2 separate regions of the Mus musculus genome follow, and region 1 is linked to region 2. A link is a contact called in public Hi-C data. All regions are on one chromosome and are shown on one strand. The core of a region is the stretch at or near the end of the contact, and the rest is flanking DNA. Distances in the headings are between cores, read along the strand shown.

What was found. A called contact is a pair of places that touch in the nucleus more often than the background predicts.
Region 1: a Hi-C map of B cells shows a contact between it and region 2, with 5 read pairs. The contact joins the enhancer-like site here to the promoter of Morn2 in region 2. A contact is called at or near these places in 2 of 39 promoter capture datasets (maxillary cranial neural crest and second pharyngeal arch cranial neural crest), 1 of 484 Hi-C or Micro-C datasets (B cells) and 1 of 115 datasets of contacts at active chromatin or transcription factors (large pre-B cells).

What each region holds. Positions count from the first base shown.
Region 1 is chr17:83,275,136-83,277,905 of GRCm38.p6, forward strand. No RefSeq gene overlaps it. Among named protein-coding and RNA genes, the nearest start is that of Gm24240, 6.6 kb to the left of the region's middle. Within about 2 kb of position 1,261, at least 392 of the 459 cell types and tissues checked have an H3K27ac peak or open chromatin away from gene starts, as enhancers often do. A contact at or near this core is called in B cells, where this site is marked.
Region 2 is chr17:80,288,914-80,291,653 of GRCm38.p6, forward strand. Morn2 (MORN repeat containing 2) reads left to right here and starts at 1,299. Exons shown (of 5, transcript NM_194269.2): 1 at 1,299-1,424. It overlaps Dhx57 (DEAH (Asp-Glu-Ala-Asp/His) box polypeptide 57), which reads right to left and starts at 1,563. Exons shown (of 24, transcript NM_001163759.1): 1 at 1,143-1,563.

The DNA of each region.
Region 1 (2,770 bases), core at 11-2,510, 3.0 Mb after region 2:
AGAAAAGCCTTTGTTCACAATCCAGTGTGAAAGTCCGATCGTATATAGGCCATGGAAACGGACAAAGTGCAAGACCCAGGGGAGAATCCACAGACAATAGAAGACTATTGACCTGGCTGAACATTTTGTGTGTGATCTCCATTTTCATCGTGTGGGTCCTGGGGTTTGAACTCAGATCGTCAGGCCTGGCCTCAAGCACCTTTACCGGGTGGGCCATCTCAACAGGCCAAATGTATTATCAATCAAAGCAATCGTCTCAAGGGAAAGTAGAGAGACAGTCTAGATCCGTCCACCCCTGTTCCAAGCAATAGGGGCCAAACTCCTAGGAAAGGTTACGTGGGCCCCACTTAGGATCCGCCCTCTGTCTTCCCACCTCCTAATCCCTAACCTGATCAAACTGTTGGTTCTGTTCAGAAGAGAGGAGCCTTCTCACCTGACTCTTCAGCCGGGCGTGGTGGCGCACGCCTTTAATCTCAGCACTCCGGAGGCAGAGGCAGGCGGATTTCTGAGTTCAAGGCCAGCCTGGTGTACAAAGTTAGTTCCAGGACAGCGAGGGCTATACAGAGAAACCGTGTCTCAAAAAACAAAACAAACAAAAAACCAAAAAGAAGGGTCTCCATTTCCTTCTTGTGCCTATACAGTCAGAGAGGGTCCCACTCTAGGCCCTTACTAGAGTAAGGGTCCTCCTTTCTCCATCACCCCGTCCTTACCACCTGGCAGCAAGCAGTTCCTGAGGGGCTAGCCTCATTCCTGCCACCCCAAGTGGGAAATCCCTATCTCAAGGACGGTTTCGAAGCCTAGACAGAAATGTTCACATCACTGGCAACAGCTTTCCAAAGGCTAAAGCTGGCACCTCTAGGGGCCCACTGCCTGGAGCAGGCTCCGAGATCAGTGGGGTGGGTCACAGAGAGCACATCCGGTCTGGTACATCCTCTGCAGGGGTGGGGACCATTGTGCAGCTAGCTGGCCTTCCCAGGGGCGCTGTCGCATGTCCTCAGTCAGAGACCAACAAGCAGGAGGCCTGGCTGGCCTGGAGAGTCTGCAAGACCAGAACACGCGGTGCCTCTGAGCACCCACACGCTGGCGGGGAGTGGCTAGGGAGCTGAAGGTGGGGTTCGGGGAGGATTCCCCGGGCAGTGCGGGGGACGAGCCTGCGGACCGCTGGCGCGCGCCCCCGATCCTCCCCGCGGGAACGGGAGCGCGGCGCCGCGGGAGGAATCCCAGCTATTTCCTCTGCGCCCCGCGGTATGCGGCCGGCTCGCCTCCCTCCGAGTGAGCGAGCGCGGCCCCGGCACCAGCTGACTGCCAGCTGCCCTGGCCGCGCCGTGCAGCTCCGGATCCCGGCCAGCCGCCCCCTCGTCCCAGGCCACGAAACCGGCCTTTCCAGCAGCCTGAGACCTGTACCGCTGTGCCAGCCAGAACCTGTCCCCGGCCCGCGTGGAAAAGCCGGGCGGACATTAGCGCCCACGCGAGTGTCATGCGTCTGGGTCTGAAACTACAAGTTCCTTAACCTAGTTCCCAAACTGTTGTGCAACGGTGACCCCGGCCTACTCATCTGTGTTGCGACAAGGTTAAATGTGAAAAAGAAAGACAGAGACAGAGTGTCAAGTGTATTTTCGTTTCTCTAGGTCGTTGCTGCTGTTCTTTATTTTGCTTTCCAGTCATAAGATCCTGTGCTGGCCTCTTTCCAGCCCGGCTTGTCAGTGAAATAGTCAGAGCGGGCTTTACTCGGAGACCTGTAGGTGGCTAACTCCTGCTGGGCCTGGTCTAGACTGGGTTCTCACTTTGCATCATCTATCTATCTATCTATCTATCTATCTATCTATCTATCTATCTATCACGGTTTGCCAAAGTTTCCCATGTTGGCCTCGAACTCGTAGGCAACCCTCCTGCTTCAGTTCCCCTAGTGCTGGAATGACAAGCTGTGAGCCACTATGCCCAGCCTGTGCTCTCGTTGTTTTGTTTTAGGGGTGGGGGGTTGATTGTTTGTTTGTTTTGTAGCTTTAAAAAGTCTGATAATGGAGTCCTCCTTGCTTTTAACCATTGTGCTCCGAACCACAATCACTGCTTGGAAGGCAGAGAGGTCAGTTATTTATATATGTTCAAATGATGTCATTGCTGTCTGAGAGCAACCAGGGAGGTAGTTGGTGGTTAGGGGAAATTGAAGGTGCGCACGGCCGATAACAGGTCTGCAAACGTGGAGTCCGGTAGTTGTGTGTCTGAAAAGAGGATTGTCACCGTGAACTCTCTGGGACCCTCTTTTCCTACTACAAAGAAAAATTCTTGCCAGTTTTGCCTTTAACTCTTCTGAGTAGCTGCCACCAGGGCGGGGAGGAAACTGAGACAGATCCTTGGCCACCCACACCTGCCTCACCACGCCCACAGCCGCGGCTGCTGGGACACGGGAGCTGGAAAGCCCCGGTTTCACCAGGCCTAACCACCAAGCCCTTTGCACAAAGGAGCTGCAGTCTGGCGTTTCCCCTGCCCGCCCTCAGTTTAGACTTCTTAGCTTCCATCCCAGCTTGCATCCATGGCCAAGCGCCAGCCACTTAAATCGATAATGTGCCCCCCACCCCCCAGAACAGTCCCTACACATGTGGCAGCCATAGACCTCATAGATCCAGGTGGAGACAGAACCGGAGAGATAGGTACTATAAATATCGCAGGCCAGCAGCAGGCAGTCTGAGCCTGCAGGCAGAGGCTCCCCACCCGCTCGCTCGCCCGCCCGCGCCTGAGCAGGGCACTTCCGGCCATCAGAGTAGGAGGAGCA
Region 2 (2,740 bases), core at 49-2,548:
CAACCACGAGCTCTCCAAAGGACAGCAGTATATACATACACTCACAAAACCATAATGACATGAAATGATTAACATGTGACTGAAGGAATGGCACAAACTGAATTTTCAATAATCGCATTCTCCCACCCCCCTCCCCCCACCTTTATGTCTTTCCAGACAGGGTTTCTCTGTGTAAATAGCACTGGCTGCCCTGGAACTCGCTTTGTAGACCAGGTTGGCTTCAAACTTACAGAGATCCATCTGCCTCTGTTTCCAAAGGCGTGCACTACCACGCCCAGCTGCATATCGGGTTTTTGTCTTTTTGTTTTTTTTACGTAGGAAGAAAGGAAAACATCAAACATCTTACCACCCAAACCACCCAGCTGGGGTCAATTCATACATTGAGAAATGGCTGAGGAAAAAAAAAAGGCAAGAAGATTCTGTACTGACTTAAAACAAGTTGCCTCACACCAACCCAGAAAAGGTTACATTTTCAACTTGAGCTGTAATTTTCACGCAAAAATCTGAACCAAGATTTACCGATTATAGCGGCATCCGATATCACATTCCCCAGACGTTTTCTGTAGAATACAAATTAGGTTATCTAGTCCGCAGGGAGGAATCCCACTATCTATGTAGCCTGCTAAGATTTCATCTTTCTTTACCATAGACACTGGATCCAAGTTTGGCTCTAAAAGGATCCTTTGTTTCACACCCAAGTTTGGCTCCCACGTACAGCATCGTCAAGCTGAGGTGATGAAAACTGAACCCACACCGCTTGCCTCCCAGGCAAACCTCTGACCACTATACATTCCCCCAGCTCCATTCAGATACCTAGTCATGCAAGGTTCCTTTCTTCAACATCCATCTTCTCCAACCCTTTCCCCAAACAGCCCCTCGGGTCGCCACCGAGCCACAGACAGGAAATGGGGCTGGCGCCCCTCCTTTTCAACCTTGCTCGGAGCCGTGGGTGTGGACGACCTCGACTGCAGATCCCGGGGTTCCCCAGGATTCTGCAGGTCCAGGTTCACTGCCCCTGGGCTGACAGGCAGGACCATAGGGGCTGCATGGTCCTCGGATGTGATCACTAGAGAGGGGAGGCGGCAGGCGGGCCTGGCAACCCCGAACCCGCGCGGCCCCGCACATGCCACGTCAGGCCGTACCTGGCTCGTAGCGTTGCTGGCTGCGGAGCTCAGGAGGCGGCACCCAGGGTCGGGGTCCGGGCTGGGTTCAGCTTCCCTCTTGGACCTCACCCGCAGCAGCCGCCCCGCCCAGGTGTCTTCTGATTGGCTTCTTGCACTTTTGCTTCCGGGTGAGAGGTCGCCCGGTCGCCCCAGCAACCGAGGCCCGCTCTGTCCTAGAGCCCAGCTCCCTCCAGCCTGCCGAGCTGGCGAGCCTAGGGGAATCGCAGAGTCGCGAAAGCCTGTCCTTCACGTCTCCATCAAGTGAGTGCGCTTCCTCTCGGGAGCTGATGGACCCGGAGCCAGCCGCAGCATCCACTCTGGGGTGGAGGGGCACCGACAGCCCGGCGTCGGGGGATCCGGAGATACAGCGTGGGCCCCCGAGTCTGTGGGTTCGCTGTGCCTATCACTCCGGATTTGTTTCCTTTACGGTGCCAGATCAATGGCAGAGGTTCCTGCTAACTCACATAATCCAGAAATTTGAATGTGGAAACGTCACCCCCTTATTTAGAGAATATTAGTTTCTGTAATCGAACTCACACAGATAAGGTTTTACCTATGTAATACAGTGAAGTAAGCCTGTACAAATGGAAAAGAAATTAGCTTGATGTTTCTAGACTAATATGGCTGCTGATTTTGGTACAATGACAACTCAACATGGTTGAAAACACAAGTACAGTTTTCAAAAATTAAACGTGTGTTTAATATATATACATATTTAATATATTATATAATATATATTAACATATAATATATTAATATTATTTTAAATATAGGTATATGTTTATATGTGTATATATTTATATATGTGTATATATTTTTATATATGTATATATATCTATGTATATGTATAAAGAGCAATAATAGTATGTTATGCATCAGTAATAACAACAGCTTTTTCAGGTCCTGTAGTCATCTGAACAAAATTGTAGACGTCTAGCCTCGCCTTAAAAACAAACAAACAGAAAAACACCACCAAACAACTAGAAACAGCACAGGTCTGTGACCATTAGGGTACCAGCACAATATATATATGTATATAAGTATACACATATACATACATGTGTGTGTATTGTACATATATAATTATATGTATATTATATATATGTATGTATATTATAGACATATAATTAGCTTTTAAATCATCTGTAAAGAAGACATCCTGAGTAATATTGGAACCATCTTTGATAAAGCTACCAATTCATATCATGCAGCAGGTAGGAGATATTTTACACTCACATGATACAGTGCTGCCCCCACATTTGTAACACTAGAGGGCGAAAAAGGCATTTGAGACTTCTTTTTACTTTTTTCAGCAGAGGGCCAAATGCTGGTGTGACATAGCTCTGTAAAAGAAGTGCACTCTTTTAGATAGGAATTCCTTTCAGTAGTGTTCAAAGTATTACACTCTCACGAAACAACAAACAAACAAACAAAACCAAAAAAAAAAAAACCCTGAAAACCAAAAAGGGGAAACATTTCCCCGAGATAAAGCCGTACAAGACTATGCTCATCAAACGTGGAAATCTGAAGAGCGGTTGAGGACTGCTTCATTTCCTGTATGATCAGTTGTGTTTAGT